Regions from separate parts of the Pan troglodytes genome. Here regions 1 and 2 are each linked to region 3. A link is a contact called in public Hi-C data. All regions are on one chromosome and are shown on one strand. Each heading gives the region's core, a stretch centred on a gene start, on an enhancer-like site or on the middle of the called end of the contact. The rest is flanking DNA. Distances are from core to core; before and after follow the strand shown. Region 1 holds the start of ELK1 (ETS transcription factor ELK1). Region 2 holds the start of ARAF (A-Raf proto-oncogene, serine/threonine kinase). Region 3 has its middle 13 kb from the start of SPACA5.

Region 1 (4,103 bases), core at 739-3,238, 370 kb before region 3:
CACTCATCTAAGGTCACACAGCTGCTGGGATTGGGGGGTGGGTGGGTGCTGAGAGAAGGTGAGGAATGAAGACTGCTCTGCAGGCAGAGGGAACAGCAAGAACAAAAGCTTGGAGGTGAGAACTAATTTGGTTTTTAAGGACTGAGGCCTCACGTGGGGTGGGATGGGATCTAAGAGGGGAGCCTCAAAAATTATCCTGTGTCCTGAGTACTTCCTGGGCCACCTTTGAGTAAGGAATTTAACCTCCCTATGGCCCAACTTCCTCACTACCTATCTCATGGGGTTGTGGTGAGGATTAAAGGAACTCATTCATATGAAACACTCTGCCTGATATACGGCAGGTGCTCAATAAACGCTAGCTCCTATTGGCATTACTATCATCACTGGCGCTAATGTATTCACTTATTGTAGTGAGGTAGAACGTCTTTGTGGTTACGAGTGTGACCAGGCTGACCCACTATTAAGAGGTGGAGGACAGGGAAGGCCGTACAGTGCTCCATCACAAGGAAAAGAGGATCAGCACGTTCTCTTCTGGGAAGGGAAAAAAAAGAGAAGGAAATTGAAAGTACACGGCCGATCTTCCCCCAATTACAAAGCACTGGACTCACGGGAGGGTATGCGGGGGACTGTGCAAGCATACAGGGGTGTGGGGGAGGAAGGCCAATGAACAGATCCACTGCAAAGGGAGGGGTGATGAGGCTCATCGTCTGAGGGGAAGGGGAGCAGAAAACCTTACAGACTCCTGCACCACAGTGAGAGGAGAGAAGAGCCATCACACAGACTGATTCAAAGCAGAGAGGGAAAAGGCTATGGACTGAGCTACTGAAAATAGGGAGATGTAAAGCACTAAACTAACCCACTATTAAAAAGGAGAGAACCCCAAGCGCTAGAGCGACAGTCTACGAAAAAGAGAAGACAGATAGGGCAATGGACTGATAGCTAAAGGGACGTGAATCCAAACATGAAGACTGATCCACTATAAAATGGTGGTGGTGGTGGTGGGGGGGTGGTTTTGAAAAAAGCCATGGACTGATGCATTGGGGGACTGGAGGAGGCAGGAATACAAACTCAGGTAGACTCACTGTTAAAGAGGGATGCGGAGGAGTGCGGCGCCACGGATTGATTCGCTACGATGTACAGGAAGGGTGGAATAAATAAGGCCACGGACGGGTCTCCTGAAAGTTGAGGCTAGGAGAAATCCAAACACTCAGATACACCTACTATTAAGGGGGCTGAACACTGTCACAGGCTAGCTCCCTATAAGTGGGGGTGGGTGGGGGGCGGGTGGGGGTAGGGGTAGGGGGAAAGCCTATGGACGAGTCCACCCTAAGTTGGCGTGGGGAAAAACATAAGCACGCAGACCGATCCATTATACAACGGGAGGGGGAGGTTAGGCCACGGTCAGATCCACTATAAGGGACGAAGGGCTTGAGCAATGCCACACGCAGGTCCACCAGCCGTGGTGGTGGCGGCGGGGAGTCGAACACCAGCAGGCCACCGGCCAAGCCACATCCTCTGCGCGGGGGCGGGAAGGATACGTGGGGTCACGGACTGGGCCCTCCACCCTCCAGGCCCAGAGCTCACCTGTGTGTAGCGTGGCGGTGGCGTTGGCAATGTTGGCAGCTCCGGGGGGCGGGGGCTCCATACGCGGCCCCACCGCCCCCCAGGCCTGGGTTCCGAGGCGGCGGTGGAGGTGGTGGTGGCGGTGGCGGCGGCGGCGGCAGCACCTAGAAGCCGCCCCTGCGTTTCCCTACAGCTCACGTGGGCCCGAGGAGGAGGAGCCCAATGTCCCGCCGCTCGCTGATTGGCCAAAGCGCTATTAATCGGCCGCAAGGCCTCGAGGGGTTGGGGGACGGGCCCTTCCCTACAGAGCTGTGCCGTGATTGGCGTAAGGGGAAATGATGGAACGCTCACGGCCCCTGGAGTCCCGAGGAGGCGCGTTCGGCCTTCACGGTGCTCCACGCCGATTGGCTCAAGGACTGACGGACTGTGAGCAACTGAAGAGGCTCGGGGCCTGTGTCGGGGGGGCGGGGGTCTGCCTCACACTGATTGGCTTACATGGGATTGATGGAAGACAGCCCCCAAGGACGGGGGTGGGTGGCCCTGTTTTTCTCTGATTGGCGGACGAGGGACTTCTAGACCCCTGCCAAAACACCAAGGGGGCGGTGTCGCACGCCATGCTGCTCAGCGGAAGCAGGACTTGTATAGAAATGGGCGTAGCAGCCGGCGGGAGTGGGTCGGACTGGGCTCCGCGTAGGCGGGCAGGGCAGCTCTACGGTTAGACAAGACCATAGAGCTGGGTAGAAGACGAATTTAGAACACAGCGGAGGTAGGAGGGCAGGATGGCTGTCAGGCACACGAAAGAGCATTGAGTGGCAGAAACGAAATGCTTTCAGAGGGCAGGGTTGAACTGCGGCCAGAGTTAAAAAGGGGAGGAACCTGGCTCTGCGTTGATTGGCGGTGGCTGAACTCAACCTAGAATAGGGGCCCGACTAGGGAGAGCGGGATCCAGGTCTGTGCCCATTGGAAGCTGGAATACTTACAAGTAGGGGCTAAGACAAGGTAGGGCTGAGTTAGGGTTTGGGTGTAATTTAGGGTACCTGGGGAATGATTGGGTGTGTGAAAGGGTAAACCTTAGGGCCCTTTGATTGTTGTGGGAATGAACAAACCTCCACCATGAATTGGCCCATTCTCTATGGCAATTCAAAGGGTGGCGTCTAGGAAAAGGAATGGAAGAAAGGGTGAGGTGGGGGGCCCAGGTTGCCAAGATGACAGAAGAGAGGGCAGTGCATAAGGTCAACTGGCAAATACTGCCAGGCAACAGGCTGGAGGCAGGACTGCTGGGGCATTTTAGAGGTTCCACAGAGAGACTGGATCTCTGGGTCTCTCAGTAACTTTGTGCCCTAGGAACAGCCCCCGTGGCAACTAGCAGGGTTTATGGGGAAAAAGAAGGGCCATGTGACTCAAAGGCATTCAGGCTCTTTAATGTCTGAGGATGGGGGGAAGAAGTCAATGGTGAGGCTTCTCTGGGAAATTCTGCAGGCCTTGTAGTTCTCTAAGCCCCTGAAAAAGAGGACAGAAGAGATTGAACAAAGACTGGGTCTGGGTTACGCCCCCAGGCTTGCTCTGACCTCCCTCCCTTGACTCCAGTTTAGAGGGAAAGATGGTCCTTCCCTTCTTTCGCTCTCTCCCTTCTTCAGGTCACCACCCTAAACACAGAGTCTGGTAGTGGGGTGAGCTGCTCTCACCTCTAGCAACATGTGGATATGGGCTTTGATATTCATGGAGTCCTTGGTGAGGCTGTTGCTGAGCCTAGAGAAAAGAAACAAGAAAGGGCAAAATGGGCCCCACATGATTATGAGGATGACCCTTCCTTATCACTTCAAGATCTACTTATATCCTGGATGATTTCCACCTGGCTCATTCCTATGCAGAAATGCCAAGCCACCATCTGTTTTTCACTGATTCAAAGATTATTAAATGCCTACTGTATGCCAGGCAATTTTAGGCACTGGGAGATAGCAGCAAACACAACAAACAAAACTCCCGGCCTGATGGACTTCAAATTCTTGTAAAGAAAGACATAACAAAAAACCAATGGAATAAAAGCTATGTGTCAGATGGTTCTAACTACAATAACAAAAATTAAAAATGAGAGACAATAAGGAGTACAGGAGTGGGGGGCTGCAATTTTAAAGAGGGCTCAGGGATGGCTTCACTGAGAAGCATTTGAGTAAAGACTTAAAGACAGTGAATTTTGAGTAGTGTGGCTATATGGAGGATGTGTTCCACACACAAGGGGCAGCAAACACAAAGGCACTGAGGTGGGAGTGTGCCTGGCATGTTTGAGGTGCAGCAAAGAGGCCACTCTGGCTGGAGAAGAATAAGTGAAGGGGGAATGTAAGAGGTGAGGTCAGAGAGGTAATGAGGGAGACAAACTGTGTGAAGCCTACAAGGCCATGGTAAGGACCCTGGCTTTGACCTTAAGTGAGATGGGAGCCAAGGGAAGGTTGCAGCAGAGGAAGGAGGTTGAATTACATGAACCAGTCAGTTGACTCCTTTTCTCTAAGCCAGTTTGGATCAGATCTCGCCCAAAAGAATCC
Region 2 (4,180 bases), core at 1,651-4,150, 450 kb before region 3:
TTTAGATTTCATATGGGTGGAATACAGTATTTCTCTTTTGTGTCTGGCTTTTTTCATTTTGCCCCATGTCTACGAGATTCATCTATGCTCTTCCTATATGTCAGTAATTTATTCCCTTTCATTGCTGAGTAGTATTCCATAATCCCATTGTTGTATTTTTTCGTCAGTTCTGTTTCTGGACACCTGGGCTGTTTCCAGTTTTTTGCTATTAAGAAAAAGCTAATCTGAACATTTGCATACAAGTTTTTGTGCAGACATATTGTAATAGTAGCATGTTGTAGCTGGCTCACCAGAGCGGATTTTGTGCATCTCTTTTAAATCTGGTTCAGCGACTGTCATATTGGTAGCCTGAAATAAGCCATGGGGACAGTACAAATTAGAGCTATTTTCTTCCTGGAGCGTTGGTTGTTAAACATTTACCAGCACACCATTGGACATGTGTTTTCATTTCTCTAGAGTAAATACCTAGGAGTGAGATTGCTGGATTGATTGCATGGCAGGTCTATGTTTAATTTTATATGAAACTGCCAAACTGTTTCTAAAGTGCTTGTGCCACTTTACACTCCCAATAGCAATGTATGAAAGTTCCAATTGCTCTACATTATCATCAATACATAGTATTGTCAGTCTTTTTAATTTTATCCATTGGAGTTGGGCATGGTGGCTCATGCCTGTAATCCTAGAGTGTTGGGAGAACGAGGCCAGGAGCTCGACACCAGCCTGGGCAACGTAGTGAGATCCTGTCTCTAAAAAAAAAAATTTTTTTTTAGCCATTAAATGGTGAAGATCCGAATAGAAAAGTGGAGTTGGGGCCAGGTGTGGTGGCTCAAGCCTGTAATCCCAGCACTTTGGGAGGCCGAGGTGGGCAGATCACTTGAGGTCAGGAGTTTCAGAGCAGCCTGGCCAACATAGTGAAATCCCGTCTCTACTAAAAATATAAAAATTAGCCGGGCATGGTCGTGGGCGCCTGTAGTCCCAGCTACTTGGGAGGCTGAGGCAGGAGAATCACTTGAACCCAGGAGGCGGAGGTTGCAGTGAGCCAAGATCTTGCCACTGTACTCCAGCCTGGGTGACAGAGCAAGGCTCTGTCTCAAAAAAAAAAAAAAAAAAAAAGAAAGAAAAGAAAAGGGGAGTTGGGAAATGGAAATTATATGGGAGGCCAGTAGGCAGAACTTCTGTCTTCCTTCTTATAGACAGAGAAAGCCATGTGATAAATACAGATTGAAATATGTTGAGGCCCCCCCTCACCTATGACCTTCCTCTGATCTTTCCCATTACATTGCCAAAGGATGCTAAATCTCCAAACAGGAGAATGCAGTCACTTGAAACACAACAGGCCATTCATGGTGTTGGGGAAATAATGAAAAAGAGAATCTCGTGCCAACCCAATGAATCCTCTCCACAAAGTAGACAAGAATGAAAAGTTTTTTTTTGTTTTTTGTTTTATTGAGACAGGGTCACTCTGTCACCCAGGCTGGAGTGCAAGTGGCAAGTGGCGTGATCTCGGCTCACTGCAATCTCTGTCTCCTGGGTTCAAGTGATTCTCCTGCCTCAGCATTCTAGGTAGCTGGGATTACAGGCGCGCGCCACCGCGCCCAACTGACTTTTTTTTTTTTTGCATTTTTAGTAAAGATGGGGTTTCGCCATGTTGGCCAGGCTGGTCTCGAACTCCTGGCCTCAAGTGATCCGCCCGCCTTGGCCTCCCAAAGTGCTGGGATTACAGGCATCAGTCACCGCACCCGGCAGGAATGGAAAGTTTTATAACTGAATAAGCATTACACCAGACTGTGATGCACATCACAAACAATCTGCTACAGAGGTTTCAAAGACAGAAAGAAATCTCATCCGTTTATGTAGCAGGCAGATACAGCCCATTACAAACATATTCTCAAACAATAACTTGTGCTCAAGAAACTTGACGGCACCATTTGGTACACATACTTCATCCCAAATTCACCTGGTAATTAGGGTGGCTATCTGTGTTAGTTAATTGCCTTTATCCAAAGGAAAACGAAAACTCATATCTCTATGACAAGCAGGTAATAACTTGAAGCCAGGCACGCAGATCAAATTCCCACGAAGACAGGGAAAGACAGGGGTGCTATTTTCATTGATGTTTACATTTCAAAGAGATGGCTACAAGGCTCTTAAGAAAAACATTCCGGGGATGTAAAACTGGCAAGAGATTTAGCTTTTTAAAGGACTTACATACATCTCAAAGGGACAGAGAAAATTTTACAGTTACAAGTTTTCTAAAGGAAATGCTCTAAGAGAGACGTCTTTCTCTTTTGACACCAGGGAAAATTCGATCTTTAAAAATTTGTGTTTATCCCACAATACCTCCACACATTGACTGGCATCGTGCTCCCTTCCAGGTCCGCACTTCCCTCTTCACCTGGCCACCTGTGACTAGTTTTTCATAGTCCTAATCAACCCCATTCCTAAAGGAAGCCTCCCAGACAGCAGGCCGCCCCTCCTAGGCCCAGTCCCCCAGCCCCCGCCACACCAGAGACCCGCTGTCCTCAAAGGCTATGAACTACAGTCTCCTAGAGCTGGTGAACATCGCCGATCATTTGTTCTGATTCCAACCCATTTCAAAGATGGTAAAACTGAGACACGGGAAAATCATAAAAGGGTGCTTAGGGCACTGGCCCAAAAAGGGTACTTAAGGATTTCTCCGCCCAGATGCCAAAGCCCTAAGGTCAGCCCCAAATGACCCGTGTTCTGCTTTATACGTCTATGCCACTGTTGGGGTTAAAGCCCTAGGCACGCAGGTCTTGCCTCAACTGCGCCTGCGCGAGTCAGGACGTGCGCTTGTCCCAGATCTTGGCGTTTCAGGCGGCCCCTCCTAATCCGGAACACGACTCACATTTCGTTGGTCTTGCCTTGACAGACGTGACCCTGATCCAATAAGGGTGGAAGGCTGAGTCCCGCAGAGCCAATAACGAGAGTCCGAGAGGCGACGGAGGCGGACTCTGTGAGGAAACAAGAAGAGAGGCCCAAGATGGAGGCGGCGGCGGCTGTGGCGGCGTGACAGGTGAGGGCGGGCCCGGGAGGGCTCGGTTTCTGGAGCGGCTGCCGGGCACGGGCAGGGAGCCCGGACCGAAAGCTCAGCTCCAGGATGGCTGCGCCTGGGCCCCGGCGTTCCCTGCCCGGAACCGGAGGAATGGTTTGACCCGGGGCGAGACCATCGTCGACAGCGGGGGTGGGGTGGGTAACAGGAATAGGCGGGCAAGGCTGCGGGTGATGGTTTCGCCCGCTGCTAGTGGTGGTGCGCCTGCGCAGAGCCGGAAGCCCTTTGGTAGGCGGGACCCGACCGAGTGGTGCCGGGATTCCGTCTTAACCCCCGCTAAGGTGTCCAATGACCTTTCCTTACCAACTGCGGGGAGTGTGTGGAAACGCGGTTCACTCCCCGGTTTCCTTATTCTGGATCAGTGTCTGACCGCCCCCGCCGGGAGAATGTCAGGATTCTCGCCTCTGTAACCGCCTTCCATGATCCCTCATTCAGTTTAGACCAGTAATATGCCTGTGACCCCTCACAAGTTGTCAAGGAGAATTTTGGAGCTCCCTCTTTACCTCCATTTTTCTCCCCGCAACACCATACCTTCCTTCTCCTTTTGCTATGACAATGTCTGGTGGTCCACCATTACCTCCCCAGTTCGGCTAAATGTCTGGTCATTTCCATTTCCACCCTTCTCCCCATTACAGTCCCTAGTGACGCCTGTTACATCTCCCTTCCGCATAGTATGTAGTGACCCCCCCCCCACCATGAATTCCTCATCATAGAGGCTTGGGACTTCCATTAGCCACCTAACAACGGTGTCTGTGGTCCTAACATCAACATTATACCCCAGGGCTTAGGGATGTCCACAGTGCCCTTTAAGGACATGTTTGGTGCAACCTCCATCTTCCCCAAACTAAGGGCAGTATCTGATAATCCTCTCTTTCCCATCACCCTGCCTGCGACTCCTCCCTCACCACAGTATCTGGCATTTCCCCCGTTCTCTGTTAAAAAACCAGGACACTTTGGGAGGCTGAGGCGGGTGGATCACCTGAGGTCAGGAGTTCGAGACCAGCCTGGCCAACATGGTGAAACCCCGTCTCTACTAAAAATACAAAAAATTAGCCGGGCGTGGTGGCACACGCCTGTAGTTCCAGCTACTCAGGAGGCTGAGGCGGG
Region 3 (4,160 bases), core at 1,346-3,845:
TTCAATATGGGGCTGATTAATAAATCGTAGTACATGCATACAAGAAAAAAAGCATCTCTTAAAAATATCTCTATGTCCTGATACTGAAATACCTTCCATCAACAAGTGTTCATTAAGTAGGGGCTATTCCAGCTATGCCAGTGAGCAGCTGTGCAAGCCCATGCAATCTGCTTATCCACTCTGGTACTCAGCTTCCTTATCTGTAAGAGGTAGATAAAAATGGTACCTACTTCCTAAGGTCATTGTGAGAATTAAAAGTGATCATGCATATATAATGCTTAGTATGGTGTCAGGTGCAGTGTGAGCTCACTACATGTCGGCTCTTGTTGTGTCACTTTTGTTATCATTATCATTTGTATTATCATTATCATTACCACTATGACCATTATTAATATTATTCTGGAAAGGGCAAATGGAATGGCAAAACAGTTTTACATAATGAGCAGATTTTAGCAAAAGGAAGACATTTACATACGTATATATTTATATGTGTATGTAAATATAAAGAGAAAGAACAAGGGGGAGAGAGAGGTGTATAGGTGGAAATTAACCAAATTCATCAGAAATTGGTTATTTGGAATGAGTGGTGATATGAGATTATAAGTGAATTTCCCCTTTCAGATTGTATATTCCTCAAGAGTTTGGATTTTTGGTGTGCCACTTCTAAATCACTTCTGTAGGAAGAGAAAAAAATGACAAAATAATATAGACTTTCTTAAAAAGGGCAGAAGGGAAAGTACTGAACATGCTTAGGGACATCATGAATTCCGAGCCTAAAAAGGAAAAGGCCAGACCTTTGGGTTGCTCAGGCTGTTCTGAAACCCCAGATGTGGAAAAACTACATATAGATCAGAAAAGAATTTGAAGGGCATGAGGTTTACTGATTCTTCCTGATGATCAAGGTCCATATATTGAGCCAGAACATAAGAGCTATTTGTGCAGACATGGCTTTGATTTCCTGAAGAGTCACATATTTTTAGTTCTGCTTTAGCAGGACACCTTTGGTTGACATGCAGACATATTTTAAGTCACAGCAGAGCAATCCTATCTCTGTATTTATCACAAGATTGCTGATAAGGGACTTGGCTGACGCATCAGAGAACTGTCTTATCAAAGAAATCTTTGCTTCTGAGGAAGTGGCTTACTTTCTCTGTATGGGTGAGATAAATAAAGCAAATGAGCTTTTTTCTCCCTCTATGTTGTGGCTTCTAGGAAGCTCAGAAAAATAACTGTAGCTCAACATAATTATGTAGAATCCTATGATCTACATATAGACATTTCAACCTGGCCTTGGTTTTGCTCTACTTCCCTATTCCTTTTTATGTGTTTATATGTATCCATTTTATGGTATTAATAATAATATAATAATAATATTAAACTCATATATAAGACTTACGTATGTGCTAGGCATTGTTGTAAACACTTATATTGACTCAATTGATCTACACAACAACCATACAAGGCAGGTATTATTATTATTATCATTAACATCATCATCCCTATTTTACAGTTAGAGAAACTAAGGCACAAAGAGGTTAAATGACGACTCTGTCCGCAGACCACCAGCCCTCTCACTTCCGTTCGATGTAAACTCTCTGCCCCGCCTCATACCCTGCTCTGATGTTAAGATCCGAATGCTTATTCAGGCAAGGTCCCCTTGTGTTTCCAAAATCAGTCACAACTTCCTCTGACAGCCACCTTTTTCCGACCTTTATCCTGCATTAGGTACTGCCAGTCACTATACTTGCTCATGCGCAGTACCGTTCCCAAAGCCGTCGGCGCTAGCAGCCAAAGTTGTTTTGTGGTTTTCTTTAATTTAATGATTAAATTTTTTTAATTGTACATATTTGTAGGGTGCAGAGTGGTATTTCAATACATGCATACAATGTGTAATGATCAAATCAGGGTAATTAGCATGTGCATCACCTCAAATATTTATCATTTCTTTGCGTTGGGAATATTCAAAATCCTCTCTTCTAGGTATTTGAAAATGTACAATAAATTATTGCTAACTATAGTTATTAAGCACTGCTATAGAACACCAAAACTTTTTTGTTCCTTAACTGCAATGATTGTACGTATTTGGCTGGCAAGAAAAATGGCCGTGCCAGTAAACCAGCTTGTCAAGGGAGCAGGCATCTTTACAGCCCTTACCATTCCGTACAGGAGAGTAATATGCCTTTTAAAGTTTGGAAAAGATAGAACTCCGAGAGGACTTTGAAAACTTGGCGATAAAAGTGGGGCCCTTTGTGCAAAGCTAGTGACGGGCAAATTATGGGCGTGTTTAGGGGGGTTTCAAGAGAACGGGTATGTAAAAATGTTGAGTTCAGGACCACAGACCCCTCCGCCGGGAGATACCACTGCGGAGACGGGGGAGGCCTGAAATGGTACGGACCTCCCTGGTATCTATTACCGGGGAAAAAGGATGCAGAGCCGGTGATAATACATTCCTTCACCGGTCAGTATCAGTGGGGAGATGGGGAGAACGTGTGGAGCTGGTAGTTCTCTCAAGAAAATAACAGTAGGGAGATAGATACTATTAAGCTAGCGGTGGCGAAGGCTCAGGTTGGTACAGTCCGTTGTGGGAGATACCACTGGTGCAAATAGGGAGGTGTGGTACAATCTGCCCTCGGAGAAAGAAACGTGAAGAAAGTGACATTGGTAAACATAGGCGCAGGGAGAGTTGGAGACATAAGCCCAGGGATAAAGGGGCCCAGGTGAGGTGGAATATTAGTCGGAGACTAGGTGAGAAGACAGATCTGATCGTGACCCCGCCAGGACTACATTCCGTCCTCCTCCTGGGAAACTGTTGCAGAGAGATTTGAGAGGGCGGAGATTCCAGGGTCCCAGTCCTATGAGGCCTCCCTGAGGCCTAGGGGAATAAGCAGGAGACAGACAGTGATCAGGTTCCGGACCTCAAACACTCTGCCCTATTAATCATATTCTACCAATTGATCACCTGAAAGAAAATGCACAGGTGAGCCCTTTCAGGCTATTGCAATAGGGAAAACTTTTCTTAATGAGGAACATCCCAAAGACAAGGAAAGAGACCTCGGGTTGTATAGAGGCAGGTAAGCAAAAGAGTCATCCTTGAGTCATCATGACAGATAGAGATAGGTCTTATCTCAGAATGTGTAAATACATTAGGGACTACTATAGACTGAATTGCGCCCCTTCCCCCGCCCCCCCGATTCATACGTTGAAGCCCAAACTGTCAATGTGATGGTATTTGAGGATGGGGCCATTGGGAGGTAATTAAGGCTATATGAGGTCATGAGGGTGGGGCCTTGGTCTAATGGGATTAGTGCCCTTATAAAAACAGACGTCCAAGAGTTTGCTCACTCTCTCTCCATTTGCACAAAAAAGAGGTGATGTGAAAACACAGTAAGAAGGCAGTTGTCTGCAAGCCTTATGGCTTTCTTTATAGAGAACCCTCACCAGGAACCAAATCAGCTGGCCCCTTCATCTTGGACTTCTTCCAGCCTCCAGAACTATGCCAAATAAACTTCTGGTTTAACCCGTCCAGTCTGTGGCATTTTATTATGGCAGCCCAAGCAGGTAATCCAGGGACTTTTGCAGTTAGCCCTTTGCTGGAACCCCAAAGGGAGCCAGGGGCTGTGAGAATTTTGTAACCATGACTGCTTTCCAGGAGCACAGGACCCACTCAGATATAAAGTAACAGCATCACTCCCCTTCCAGCTCACTCTGCCCCTCATGGCTCCTACTCCTTCCCACTCTACCAATCATTAACATGTATTCTCTCCCACGGTGCCCCCAATTTCCCGCCATTCAGTCACACTGCCATTTTCTTTCATTCATTCTGCTTCATGGCCACCATTCACGCATCTTGTACCCCGTATAAACACCTTTCTTTTTATTGTGGTAAAATATACATAACATGAAACTTACTATTTTAACTATTTTAAATTGCACAATTCAGTGCCATTTAGGACATTCACAGTATTGTGCAACCATTACCACTATTTAATTCCAGACTGTCTTCACCACCCCAAAAGGAAACCTCATCCCCATTAAACAATCATTCCCTATTCCCCTTTCCCCCCAGCCCCTGGCTACCACTTAATCTGCTTTCTGGTGCTATAGATTTGCCTATTATGGATATTTCATATAAGTAGAATCATACACTTTGTGGTCTTTTG

What was found. Hi-C and Micro-C count contacts between places; a contact is called where the count stands out from the background.
Region 1: a contact with region 3 is called in a Hi-C map of stem cell-derived neural progenitor cells, with 6 times the contacts expected there. The contact joins the promoter of ELK1 here to the enhancer-like site in region 3. A contact is called at or near these places in 1 of 7 Hi-C or Micro-C datasets (stem cell-derived neural progenitor cells) and 1 of 1 datasets of contacts at active chromatin or transcription factors (stem cell-derived excitatory neurons).
Region 2: a contact with region 3 is called in a Hi-C map of stem cell-derived neural progenitor cells, with 5 times the contacts expected there. The contact joins the promoter of ARAF here to the enhancer-like site in region 3. A contact is called at or near these places in 1 of 7 Hi-C or Micro-C datasets (stem cell-derived neural progenitor cells) and 1 of 1 datasets of contacts at active chromatin or transcription factors (stem cell-derived excitatory neurons).

Annotation. Positions count from the first base shown.
Region 1 is chrX:48,086,144-48,090,246 of NHGRI_mPanTro3-v2.0_pri, forward strand. ELK1 (ETS transcription factor ELK1) reads right to left here and starts at 1,989. Exons shown (of 6, transcript XM_016943665.4): 1 at 1,585-1,989. UXT (ubiquitously expressed prefoldin like chaperone) reads right to left here. Exons shown (of 6, transcript XM_016943667.2): 5 at 3,249-3,312; 6 at 2,964-3,063. The coding sequence ends at 3,010.
Region 2 is chrX:47,995,392-47,999,571 of NHGRI_mPanTro3-v2.0_pri, forward strand. It overlaps ARAF (A-Raf proto-oncogene, serine/threonine kinase), which reads left to right and starts at 2,901. Exons shown (of 16, transcript XM_016943250.4): 1 at 2,901-3,037.
Region 3 is chrX:48,450,581-48,454,740 of NHGRI_mPanTro3-v2.0_pri, forward strand. No RefSeq gene overlaps it. Among named protein-coding and RNA genes, the nearest start is that of SPACA5, 13 kb to the left of the region's middle. Within about 2 kb of position 2,596, at least 12 of the 24 cell types and tissues checked have an H3K27ac peak or open chromatin away from gene starts, as enhancers often do. A contact at or near this core is called in stem cell-derived neural progenitor cells, where this site is marked.